Linked DNA regions of Triticum aestivum: region 1 is linked to region 2. The links are chromatin contacts, called in public Hi-C maps. All regions are on one chromosome and are shown on one strand. The core of a region is the stretch at or near the end of the contact, and the rest is flanking DNA. Distances in the headings are between cores, read along the strand shown. Region 1 holds the start of LOC123051347. Region 2 holds the start of LOC123051342 (2-oxoglutarate dehydrogenase, mitochondrial).

Region 1 (6,558 bases), core at 3,129-5,628, 170 kb before region 2:
CCCTGTAACAGACAAAAGCAAGTCAAGTGAGTGATATGGACAGTGACAGGAAGGTGGTTTGGCAGTGTGCATGTTTCTGCACTTGCCTTGAAGGTCTGCACTTATTTTCTCAAAACCTCCTGAACAACAGTCCTCGGCGTCCACCGACGATCCGAGGACAGACACCGGACTCGGCTGTTCGTCTTCGTTGGAGCTCACGACGGATACTAATTCTGTCAGATGATCGGATGGAGCTTCATTGTCATCACATCGATCTTGCCCATTCCCCTCAATCTGAGTGCAGCAGAACTATAGATTAGTAATTCATAGACCAACCAAAAACCTTCAGTTTACTGAACAGATGGGTGGGAAATCATAAACTCATATAGTATATGCAAATAATGCTTAGCCATACTTCGAAGAAACTTGACTCAGCATAAAATAAACATACCTGAGACGCTGAATATCTAGGACTAGGTACAATAAAATGGTCATCTGTTGCGAATGCGTGCTCTTGGTCCAGCATCATGTTCTGTGCAGAAGCCTGAGCCTCCCCCTGCCATTCTGGAACTGCATGGCTGCTATCCAAATGGTCAGAATTTCCACCGTGCACAAGTCTTCCTCCAGTTTCAGATAGCTCTGGCACTGCACCGGTGTAAGTTGGTTCTTCAAAATTCACATGGATCTCGCGCTCGGTCACCACACTTTGCACTTCATCCAGAGACTGCACATCGCTTTCATCAGAGCGATGCGTCGAACTTCTGACTAACAATCTCCTTGGTCTGTCCTGATGCATATCTTCAGAATTATAAGGCCCTGATCCGATGACGTTCTCTGCCATAGAATATTCACCATGCCTGTTACTTGCTTTTCTGCTGCTCGATTTTGGACTGCCTCGGTTGATGGATGATGTAGAAACAGACTCCAACCTTGTTAAGCCACATATGTTCTCATCTTTCCAGCCATCATTGCTGCTGATACCAAGAGGATAACCACATGATCCTGGCATCACATCCCTAAGTGACTCACCCTCTGGCCATGGCCGGCTAGCTGCTGCCCCTGAAGTAAACTTTGAGGTCTCTTTGTCAGAGAGAGCAAGCATGTCCCCAAGTGTGCTGAATGTAGCATTACCATCTGGTGATGGATGTTGATGTTGCTGGGTCGTCTTCCATCTGTCAGCTAGGCGTCTCCTTGCTTCCTTCCTAATTGATCTCTTAGCTGAATGTGTCGGTGAAGTCCCTGCGCAAGAACCATCCGGAGCATCACGTACACCAGAAGATCTTTGCAATGCTGCCGAACTTTTTAGCTTAGCCATGGATGTCAACAAAGACACCTGCTCATCCCGGTTGGACGTCCCAATATCTGGACTGAGTTTCTGTTTTCCATTTGCAACTCCCCTGACAGCAGCTGTCTTCATTTGTGTCGAAACCTCTCGGGCAATTTCTCTGGACCCCTGTGCTCTTTGGCGCCGTGCATCGGGATATGCTGTGGAGATCTGAGGCATGGATTCTTCTGCATGCTGCCTTTGAATGCCATCATCTAGGCATGCTTCAGTCCTTCTGTAACTGGAGCAGAACATGTCATTGGTTATTGGAAATGCCCCTTCCATGTTCAGATTTTTATCGAGGCATGGTTTCAAGACAACAATCCGAGTGGGAGAAACACGCTTATCGATGCTCTCCCTGTAGCTTGACCTAGACAACTTTTGTCTGAAAGAGCCAGTTTCTACTTTGGGAGCTTCACTAGAAAAGTTACTGTGAGGCTTCCTTGGAGAATGCTTTGCTTCTTTTGGTGAGTGAAAGCACCGTTCAGTGTCATCTTCTGGTGGATAGACAATATCTGCGTCAATAAACTTACTTCTTCTGGATGGTTTCAACAGCGTGATCCGGTTTACGCCAGAGGATGGAGGACAACCGAGGCCGGACAGATCACTCGCGGCAACATTGTTGGATTCTTGAAGAATTTCCATGAGAGCATCTTTATTTGATACCAATGCCTCTAGCGCACTATTGAACTCTTTCGATCTCTGAAAAGATTCATCAGCAGAAAGACGTTTTGCATCCATAAATTTCTGCCTTACAAAATTGAGGTCAGCACTGTTAACCCTGTCATGTCCAGAACAAGTGTTACGGTTTCGGTTCTTCATTCTGGTGGTCTCCATTACTTCGAAAACATCTTTGAATTCCGGAATCTCATCAGTGCTTGCCCTACGTGGAACGTCTCCCGAGAAGGCATGTCTGTCACTATAATTCCCTGATTTATCACTGCAACTCCCTGGTGACCTGCCCTGTGAACGGTCCCCGTTACATGTATCTTGGTTGTGCACTCCAAGTGAAGGCATTATGTCAAGGCCCATGAGCCTTCCCACAACACCAGGCGATGTGTGCCTAGCAGTGACATCTCTATAGACGTCGTCATCTATTAGCATTTTCATTGGGGTGCGACCAGCTCTTTTGGGTGTACAAAGCCTGCTCCCATCAAACTGAGAAAAGGAAAAAAAAAAACATTAGATCGGAGATTGCTGGTTTGCTCTTGAAATGATATCACACACTGAACTGCGTAGTAAGAAATGAAGATATAGCTTTAGTAGCAAAAGAGAACAGAGAATTGAACCATGAAGCACTTGGCTAAAATCTGCACATTACAAGAAATTGGTTCTCTAATAAAATTTCGTGCAGACAAAAGCTATAAAACAATAGAGCATTTGACATGCTTAACCCTTTTTTACATGCTCAAACTAATTACTACAACAAAGTATTAACTAATTCCGCTTTTACTTTAAGCTGTGCAAGTGGTTGCCTCAGTTAAGTCCACTGCTAACTTGCTATATGGTTTTCATAGGCTTATCTTAGGAACTTTGCTTTACCTACATCATGGTAAAAAGGTTAAAAGATGAAAACTAGGCCACTCACCAAAGAATTGGAATGCATCCCAGGTCCACCTCCTTGTTTGCTCGAGGATCCAACTCCTGAATCAAAGATAAAGACACCGATGAATAAACTCCACAGGGACAGTTCAGGGTGGCAAAAGTAACAAGGCGCATCGCGATCAGAGGTAACACAGAAGGAAAGGGAGAACCGATATGTTATTACCAATATGTTTAGAGTAGTTGCTAAGCTAGGATTGTGGTGAGAATGGCAGATATCTCTGAAACCACTCTGTGCCAGTAAACTTTCAGAGCTGATGAATGGTGGGTGGGCGCAGGACAGTGATAGATAGATCCGGAATCAGCAACGATGCAAGATATACATAAATACTCCTAACAAGCTAAGCTATGTACGACCAACCATCCAACGGATAGTGCGTAGGTACATATACGAGTACGTAGTACTGTTAACTTGGATCCGACACAATGGCCAGACAAGGCTTACTTTTAGTACAGATTTACTACTCCCAACACACTGTTTAGCCCAGCTAGCGAGCACAGTAAAATGTACCTGTCAGATGTTAAACAACCCGAGTTTGCTTAAGCTGACATATTAAAAAAAATTAGTGCTGATTGGAATACCGAATCCCTATTGTCAACGAAGCTTCATGGTGCTCCGTGAACATGTGGGCGCGTCACTGGGATAGTATACGTTTGTTGGCACAGTTTCTGACCTTGAGAATGGCGCCATGTTCCGGGAAATACGGCCTGTTTCGCGTGATCTGGCGGGACTGGGAATAATTTACTAAGCGGCGAGTGGCGACCAGGAAAGAATCCAAAGCACATCGCCATGAATTCGCGCGAAAATGTCGTGGGCGGGATGATTTAACTACAGGAGAAGTGATTCGATGGTGTCTCCGAAAAGACAAGGCGGGCATCACCATGAATCTTCCTTTCTTTCTCTCTCTTGTCCCTTCCCCGGTGAGGATGGATGAAGGCCCTGGAACCAGAACTCTGTACTCATGGGGAACGCATTGCTTGGAGGAGAAGGGGGGAGAGGATGGGGGTAAGGAGCAAAACGGGAAGAGGAAAAGCAAAACTTTTTAGACCAGGAGCTAATGCCGATGGCCGGTCACATGAACCCCAAGCTGCCGCTCCAAAAGCGGGTAAGGAAAAACGAAATCTCTGGAAGGGACCGGCTCGACATTGAAGCGCCCATGAGCAAATCCAAGATAAGGATTCGGAGATAAAATGAGCAGAGGGGGAAGAAGAGTGCATGGATGAGGCGTACCGGCGGCGAGATGGGGCGGAGCATTGGGACTGGGGTGGCGGCGGCGGTGGGAGTGGAGTCCGTCCGTGCCTCCGCCGCGGCGGAGTCCCCCCATCTCGGCGGGCGCTGAGGGTAGGGGGGATGGGCCGGGGATCTTTTGGACAAGACGGGGGAGGTGAGGTGAGCAGTGAGTGAGCACGGGCAGGAGGCTGAGCAAGGAAACTCTGCTTCTCCCCTCTCTCTCTCTCTCTCTCTCTCTCTCTCTCTCTCTGTTGAACCCGTGGCCCTGGCCTGTAGGGAAGAGGTAGGGGGACTGTTCTTTTTGCAGTCAAGCCCTCGTGCTTTTGTCTTTTATCGGCAGTTGGCTCTCCAGAAGCCTAGTAAATAAATTTGTTGGAGTAAATTGCACATGGCACGGGGTAGAACGTCCAGGGTAAGCCTCAATTTGCGGTTGCTGAACTATGTTGTGATGTGTTTTCTTTTATAATTACGAGTAACTGTTAAAAGTTAGGCAAAAGTGGGTGGGGCAAGCAAAATAATGCCAAAAAGGGCATCTCCGACTGGGACTCTCAAATCACGTGCATACGTTCGGATCGTGCTGTCTGACGTGGATCCGTATCGTTCTACGGGGCGGTCCGGACGTGTCTTCCCCGCAAACCGGAGACAAACATGAGGGCTTTGAGGCCGTCCGGACCGTTGCCACGCCCGCTTCTGACCGCCCTGGCCCATCCAAACCCCCCACCCGCCCCTCCCACGCTTTTCATCCTACATGCCGCACTGCTTGCCGTGGCGCATTCATGTCGGTCGCCAAGCATGCAGTACGCAACATTGATGCCCGCGATTTGACTGGATGAGAGGGCGGCGGCAGACAGAAGCGACCTTTCACTGCGGGCATTGAAGCGACACGCCGGCCGAGAGAGTGTCGTCCGCTGCTCGCCTGGATGAACACGCCTCCTCACCGCATTCAAACGACCACAGACTGCCCGCATTCAAACGGCTAGCTCACGGAGGCAGAAGCTCCAAGTCGGCGCGTCATTTAGCAACTCGCCACTCCAAGCCAGCTCGCCGAGGAGTGGCGTGTTGCTCCAGGCCGGCACGTAGTGGACCACGGCAGCACAGGTATCGTGCCTGCCGTGGATGACGCTGTGTCACACCGCTCCTCCCGTGCTTTTGCTGCTCGCGCTATCCGTCATCAACATGTCCGTGATCGCGCCCTGTCGGTGGAGGTTGACGACGCGATGTCCAGCACATCCGCGCCCCCCGCCATCATCTAGAAGTAGAACACCGGAGGCCTCCACCGCTTGGGTCCCATGAAGGCCTCCGCCGAGGCGATGCCGCCATACACAGCCGGTGTCTTGCCCAGTTCAGTGCAAACCAGCGTCGACCCCCGCCTAGGCTTCACGGATGCGGAGCCCCCAATCCCCCCCTCCCGGCTGAAGCACCCCATTTTGCCACTCCGATGAGCGGCGTAGCCGGACATAAGGAAGATACCGGGGGGGGGGGGGGGATATACCTCTGGGGCTCACGCTAGTTCACGAGCGGATTGCCGGACATGGGAAAGACAATGGGATCCGCCATGACCGGCAGTAGTGTATCCGTGTCGTGGGAGTGGAGCTCCGCGCGGCCGGACGTGCACATAGTTTTAGCTATTTTAGTTAAAATATGTCCAAAATGTAATGAAATTTGTCCGGTTTCTATGAAACCTGTTGTCTTTGCATGAGTTTCATATGGTTTGTGACGCGGGAGGAAAATTTACGAGTTGCCGTTGAAGATGCCCTAAGTTCTTTGCACCCGTTTTCAGTACTCCTCGAGCCATCTTTTACTCTCTTTTTTTCAACTAGTATACGATCTGGCTTGGCGAGACCAATTTTTCTGAAAAATACTAACATGTTCAAACAAATTCAAAATATCTATAGACGCACATCCATGTATTTTGTACAGACTCGGAAAGTTCCAGTTCCTAATTCAACCACAGTTAGAGAACTAGAAAAGACATAATCGAATGGGAACAGTGTAAATAGTATTCACTCATTATCTGTTTTGAACATACCGCATAGGTATTCCCCCTGTCTCATAATATAAGAGTGCCACAAACGCTTATATTGTTATTTCAGAATTTTTTGGGTTGATCCAGAGAGAGATAGAGAGAGGGAGAGGGAGAGATTTCGTAAGATTCCTACTGAATGAAGGGCAAAGAATGTATTCCATAGGAATTTTTTTTTTTGAAATATATTCCATAGGAATTTTTTTTTTTGAAATATATTCCATAGGAATTTGATCACCCGATTCCTGGGCTTCCATAAGAAACTATGGATTGAGATCCTCTAAAACTCATATGAAATTCCTTGAATCAAAAGGAGGCCCTACACGGCGCTCTTTGCGGTTTTCCCATCCAAAACGACCCCATTCCCTTTTGTTCCTCCATCATCCCCACCCATAACCA
Region 2 (6,437 bases), core at 1,991-4,490:
GCAAAAAGCAAATTCGTGTCCTCAATCCCAAGAAAAAGCAAATTCTCCTTATTCAAATTGAAACTTGTTACAGGTAAAACAGGGGCCATCTCAAAACAATATATAACCAGAATAATCATAAAATTAAGTGGGCGGTTCGAGGCAGCAAGTAAAAGTAGAGCTTATCTAAATAATGGATACTTTTATCCATTCATGTCTAAAGACAAGTAGAGCTTATTGTTCTGCTGGTAAGCTGAACAATTATATTCCAAAGCATAGGTGGGCCAAATAAACCTACAGAACCGGTTATAGTTTCTCCATTTTTGTCTATGGACCAGGGGAACAAGAATGATCTTATAAGCTTCCAAATTTAACAAGTGCAGATACTATTACAGCAGTCACTAGGATGACATAAATATAGTTCCATTAGCAGACTTACCTGTTGCTAACAGTAAACAGCTCCTCATTCTGATTCATCACAACATGATCGAGCGGGCAGTATTTCGCCCCAGTTTCCTGGTCATGCACAACTGAATGCCGGTGGCTAAAAGTTCCCCTTTCCACATCCTGTCCACTCAGCCTAACATGGTTGCCTTCAACTATGAGTGCTGCAAAGGCAAGGGCTTCGGCAACAGCCCAATCAATACCTTCACCACTCTCGATCATTGCAGCGCGCTGCTCAAAAATCTTCTTCACTGCTCTGTGGGGCTTGAAGCTTTCAGGCAGAGTAGTAATTGCTTGCCCAACACGTTTCAGTACCTCCGGCTTAACCCTGCAAAGCAAGCATTTCAATGATGATGGATGGCATAACTGTTGAAGACATAAACTACAAGCATAATCAACACAAATAAAGCTGTTACCCGGTGTTGCGAACACGTGAAATTTGCTCAGGTGACTTAAAGCCAGTCCAGTAAGCCGAGAGCCAATCCCTCTTGTTGGGAACATAATCTTTGCTTTTAGCAAACTCTTCATTCAGGATTCGGTTCACTTTGTCGTGGATCCTCTGAACATCTTCTTTAGTGACTTCACCTGTTTCAAGCAGTTTCTGTTCATAAAGCTTCAATGAACTGGGATGGTTCTTAATGACCTGCCAAAGAATAATTTTCATCAGAAACAGTGAAACACAGGGTGCTAGAAGCACAAAGCATCAATATCAGCATAAAAGCACAAGTATGATAGAGACAGGAACAATATAAGAGGGTAATGATGCGGCTAAAAAGGAATGAGAATTGAGCTGAAGCATCAATATCAGCATAAAAGCACAAGTATGATAGAGACAGGAACACGATAGAGAGGGTAATCAGGTGCAGATAAAAAGGAATGAACATTTTGCTGTATACTTTATTGATTAGAAACCTAACTACCAAAGTGGAAATGAACAACGACATATGCAAAATACACAGATTCAGTAGCATGGGGATTACCTGATACATCTTTGGCTGTGTGAAGGATGGCTCATCAATTTCATTGTGTCCAAAACGACGGTAGCAGATCAGGTCGACCACCACATCAGAATGGAAAGTCTGGCGCCACTCAGCTGCAAGTTCGCAGACACGTACAACAGCCTCCAGATCATCACCATTAACATGGAATATAGGGACATTCACGGCCTTGGCAACATCCGTGCAGTACTGGGAAGACCTGCCGGCTCTTGGATCAGTTGTGAAGGCAACTTGATTGTTGACAACAATGTGAATGGTTCCTCCAGTTGTGTAGTTTGGAAGGGCACTTAGATGGAGCGTCTCATACACCACGCCCTGCCCAGCAAAGCTGCCATCTCCATGAATAAGAATGCCCATGTTCTTTGTCCTGTCATCATCATTGGAGTAGAACTGCTTTGCCCGCGTCTTGCCAATGACAACAGGATCGACGGCCTCCAGATGACTGGGATTGGCGACCAACGACAAGTGGATCCTCTTGCCACCACGGGTGGGCCGGTCGTAGGAGGTACCCAGATGGTACTTGACATCACCGGTTCCAGTGTAGAGCCCATCCTCGCCTTCGACAGGCCTGGTCCCGCCAGCAAACTCACTGAATATCTGAGACAAGGGCTTGCGCACGACGTTCCCCAGCACATTGAGCCTCCCCCTGTGGGGCATGCCAATGACAATGTTCTCGACGCCGAGATCGGCGGACCTGTCGAACATCTCCTTCATGCCGGGGATGAGCGTCTCGCCGCCCTCGAGGCCGAACCGCTTGGCGGTGGCCCACTTGGTGGCGAGGAAGTTCTCGAACTGGGTGCTCCAGATGAGCCTGTCGAGCATGACGAGGCGGCGGTCCTTGGGGTACTCCCTGGGCGCGACGGTCTCGATCTTCTCGCGGAGCCAGTTGCACTTGTCGCGGTCGGGGATGTGCATGTACTCGAAGCCGATGGGCCCGCAGTAGGCGCGCTCGAGCTTGCCGAGGATCTCGCGGAGGGTGAGCACGGGCCGGTTCTCGGAGAGGAAGCCGGCCATCATCCAGACCCCGAGGAAGAACTCGCGGTCGAGGTCGGCCTCCGTGAAGCCGTAGAGGGCGAGGTCGAGGTCCTCGGGCACGGCGCGGTCGTCGAGCCCCAGCGGGTCGAGCGCCGCCTTCATGTGGCCGTTGACCTGGTAGGCGCGCACGAGGAGGAGCAGCTGCATGCTCTCCTGGATGGTCTGGCCGGAGAGGCCGGTGGCGGGGGAGCCCGCGGCCTGGCCGAGGAAGTTGCGGAAGAAGTTGTCCCACGACTCGTCGACGGAGGACGGGTCCGCCTCCCACGCGCGCTGCAGCTCCTCGAGGTAGACGCTGCTGGTGCCGTCGAGGAAGCTGTCGGTGAGCCTGGAAAGCGGGACGGCCCGCGGGGCCGGCGCCGCGGCCCTGCGGCGGAGCGCCGTGGTGTGGAACCCCGCGGATCGGGCGCCCGGGGTGGCGCTGGTGGCGCGGGCCAGGACCGCCCGCCGCGCGGCGTGGCGGGCCACCCCCGTAGCGGCGCGGAGCCACGTCATTGCTCTCGTCGTCCTCCCCTCGCGCTCCTCCTCGTCCTAAATCGAATCGAGACCAACGGAGGAGATCAATCGGAGAGAACTACGGCGGATCGGGGAGGAGGGGAGGGGATGGGGACGAACCTTGCGCGGTCAATGGCGGCGGCGGCCGCGAAACCCTCGTCGGAATCGAGGAAGGGAAGGGGGGCGAGTTTGTTTTGCCTTTTCTTTTTCTCTGGAGATTGATTTTGTCTTGGGAGAGGGTGCAGCCCCCGATGCGAATGCGGTGCTGGCTGTACGAGGGGTGGTGGGGGATAGAAAGGGACGAACGGAATGGCTTCGGGTCAAAAGCGGTGGCGGGTGGGTCCGGTCCGGTGGGGTGGGGGGCAGGGTTCCGGTTCAAAACGTCGCTTTTTTTTTTCTTTCCAGAGGAAATCGTGTCGCCGCTCACCGACACGGCGCCGCGTGGTCATCTAGACAACTTTTTCTTTTGAAACTGTCATTTAGAGATATTTAGGAATTTAATAATGTCTTCTCTTTGGGATATGTCAACTTATCTTCGGATTGTTGAGATAGGATGTCTTGTCTAGCCATTGGTGACGACGAAGAGTTAAATAAAAGATACATGACCAAGGGAAGATATCTTATATCCCCCCACAAAAAAGGATATCTTACCCCAATAACAGTTTCTTTCATTATCTCTGCTATTTAAACATAGGTTGGTTTGTAGTATGTTGGGCTTCGCCTCCGCCCGTTCCACGGCCTTATCCCCACGTTTTCGCGGTAACCTAATCAAATCATATTTCATCAAAACCTCAACTAAATCAAAACTTTCCTTATCTTTCTCTACTTATATCCAAATAAAATCAAGCTACCAAGACTTTGCCTAGATACAAACTTTTTCCCTTTCCCCGCCCACAATCAAATCAAATCTTCCAAAACTTCAACTAAGGGGGTGTTTGGTTCAGGGACTTTTTAGTCCCAGAGACTAGAAAAAGTCCCTAAAAAGTCCCTAGGAATCAAACGGGGGGGACTTTTTCTACAGGGACTAGAAAAAGACTCTACTGGAGAGTCTTTTTTGATTAATCCCTGGGACTAGAAAAAGTCCTAGGACTTCTGAACCAAACACCCCCTAAATCAAAACTATAACTTTTTTCCTTTTCCCCATCATAATCAAGTCAAATCAAATCTTACCAAAATCCAGAATATGATGGACACAAGATTCATGTCAGGCTCAAATGATATTTAACCACTAGAATATGTATGTATGCATCCGCGCACGTACAATTAAGCTAGTACTATTTGATAAACGTCAAAAATACATAAAAAAAAGTACACTGGAAGACCCAAACAAGAAGTAAAAAAAAATACAACATAGCCTCTCAACGCCATCTGTTTTTTGCAGGGCCTTTCAACTCCATCTCCTTATTGAGCCACAAGAACACTGGAGAAACAATTATTTGAAAGGAGCGATTGCATAAAAAAGCGGAACATGGTCTCTAGCAACAAACACACCATCATGAGAGGTACCATGAGTTTGTGCCATCCTTGATATCATTACAGCCATGGGGCAAAGGCCAAATGCAACCGAGAAGTTATGCAAGCCACTCCCTCTGTCCCATAATGTAAGATGTTTTTTTACTCTAGTGTTGTGTAAAAAAACATCTTACATTATGGGACGGAGGGAGTATGTAAAATGATTTTGTCGGACTTATTGGAGATGCTCTTAGTGACATCACCTTTGCTATTCTAACGTTTTTCATTTTGACATGTTTGTCATTCTAACGTTTGACTTGGCTGGCTTTTTATGTGGATGAAGGTGGACAAAGGGTTATCCGTCCCTTGCACAATCCTGAGTTGTACATATTTTTCTTGAGCTGTCCATTCTTGATTGACCAAACAAATTCATTAACCTGCCTACTTTGTTTAACAAGTCCGCAGTTGATTTGACTGAAATCTATTCCGACGTTTCAGAGGATGATACTGAAATCTACAAGATGTCCTCTCACACAAATAAAATGACAGAAGAAATGTGCATCATATACCCACTGCATCTCTGAAGGGACGCGTCCAAACAACTGAAACAATCGACAGCCGGCACAGCCCTACCATCTGATTCACCGGGCATCGTGCATCCGTGCCGAAGAACAGCATGACAACCAAAACGTGAAGCCAGACCCTTCCCATGTGCAACTACCATCTGGTTGTGATCTCCCACGCGTGCTAAACTGAGATCCAAAAACTAGAATCTAGAGTCTACAGAGATCCACAGTGGCTGAGGTAGCAGTTGACATTCTCATGCCTGCCACTGAAACTTTGCTGCTAATGGGGAATATACAGTCAGCAACGCAACGACCGGCACACGACGCGCTTTCTCGAAGCATCCGAAAACGAGTGAGCTCACATCTGATGGTTCTATCATCCCTGGTCCTGCGTTAAGGCACTTGTACCTCGCTGTTTACAGTCTTGAGCTTACAGTGTATATACGGTCTTCAGTTCACCAGGACAGAAGAGTTGCTTAGTGTCTCAGTCAGATCTTGGACCAACGCCTCGCTCATCCTGGACGGTTATGGCCGATGCCAAGAAGATCCTGAGTAAGGCATTTACAACTGGAGCGATTAAACATCCGCATATAGCTTTACTTCTCAACTGAACGCAATATATAGGGACATAAGTGCCAAACATCAACGCACAACTCGGAAAAAGAATTTCTGAATGCATTAAGCACATGGTTAAAACCATATCAAACACTTGGTCCGGTGTGGGGTCAGCTTGAGCCGAGGTCATCTCGTAACAGGAACAGGAAGAATAGCAAACAAGCACACAAGCAGGAATAGGAATATTGGATGTCACCATCCTTTGGTTAGCAATCAACTACAGTGCTGGCAACTCACAAGCCAGCAAGTCAACCTCTGTCAGATCTTCAGCCACTGACTCTACTTGATCAAAAATCTTAACCATCATGCCAGTAAGCACCGAGACAGCACATGGTCCTTTCTGCAAGATTTCTTGTTTATTTCGTTCTGCAGTAACCTTGGGCCAGTACAGATCTCAGTATTCTGTGGCTTGGACAGACCCCCCAAATTAACATGGCATTGTATCGCATATTCGTACTGGTATCTGGTTCGGAACTACTGAACTACTTAATGTGTGCATATCTTTAATTTCATCGTTTCTTCATCAAACAAGACTGCCATATATATACAGTACCAATGTAACATTCTTTCTACGGGGAAGTCCGAACTAGATCCTTTGCTTACTAAGGAAACTTTTACACTTCGGCATAAATTCATCTAGTATCTTACATAAAAACACCTAGGAGACCATACTGTAGCAGAACTTGTAGTCCACAAAACTATAGGCAGAGCAAAAAGGAGGCCAAAGGTGACAAAACAGAGGATGGACTCTTCCTCACCAGACAAGCTTTCTTCTTATCTTAAAATACGTGCATATCTTGAAATGCATCATCTCTCTATCGAAAAAAGATAACCATATACAGTACCAATGTACCGT

What was found. Hi-C and Micro-C count contacts between places; a contact is called where the count stands out from the background.
Region 1: a Hi-C map of leaf shows a contact between it and region 2, with 2.6 times the contacts expected there. The contact joins the promoter of LOC123051347 here to the promoter of LOC123051342 in region 2. A contact is called at or near these places in 3 of 5 Hi-C or Micro-C datasets (all in leaf).

What each region holds. Positions count from the first base shown.
Region 1 is chr2D:35,224,511-35,231,068 of IWGSC CS RefSeq v2.1, reverse strand. It overlaps LOC123051347, which reads right to left and starts at 4,378. Exons shown (of 6, transcript XM_044474208.1): 1 at 4,137-4,378; 2 at 2,892-2,947; 3 at 431-2,461; 4 at 87-273; 5 at 1-2. The coding sequence starts at 4,230.
Region 2 is chr2D:35,055,729-35,062,165 of IWGSC CS RefSeq v2.1, reverse strand. LOC123051342 (2-oxoglutarate dehydrogenase, mitochondrial) reads right to left here and starts at 3,240. Exons shown (of 9, transcript XM_044474203.1): 1 at 3,069-3,240; 2 at 1,404-2,984; 3 at 840-1,066; 4 at 419-751. The coding sequence starts at 2,948. It overlaps LOC123051341 (wiskott-Aldrich syndrome protein family member 2), which reads right to left. Exons shown (of 6, transcript XM_044474202.1): 6 at 4,916-5,514. The coding sequence ends at 5,479.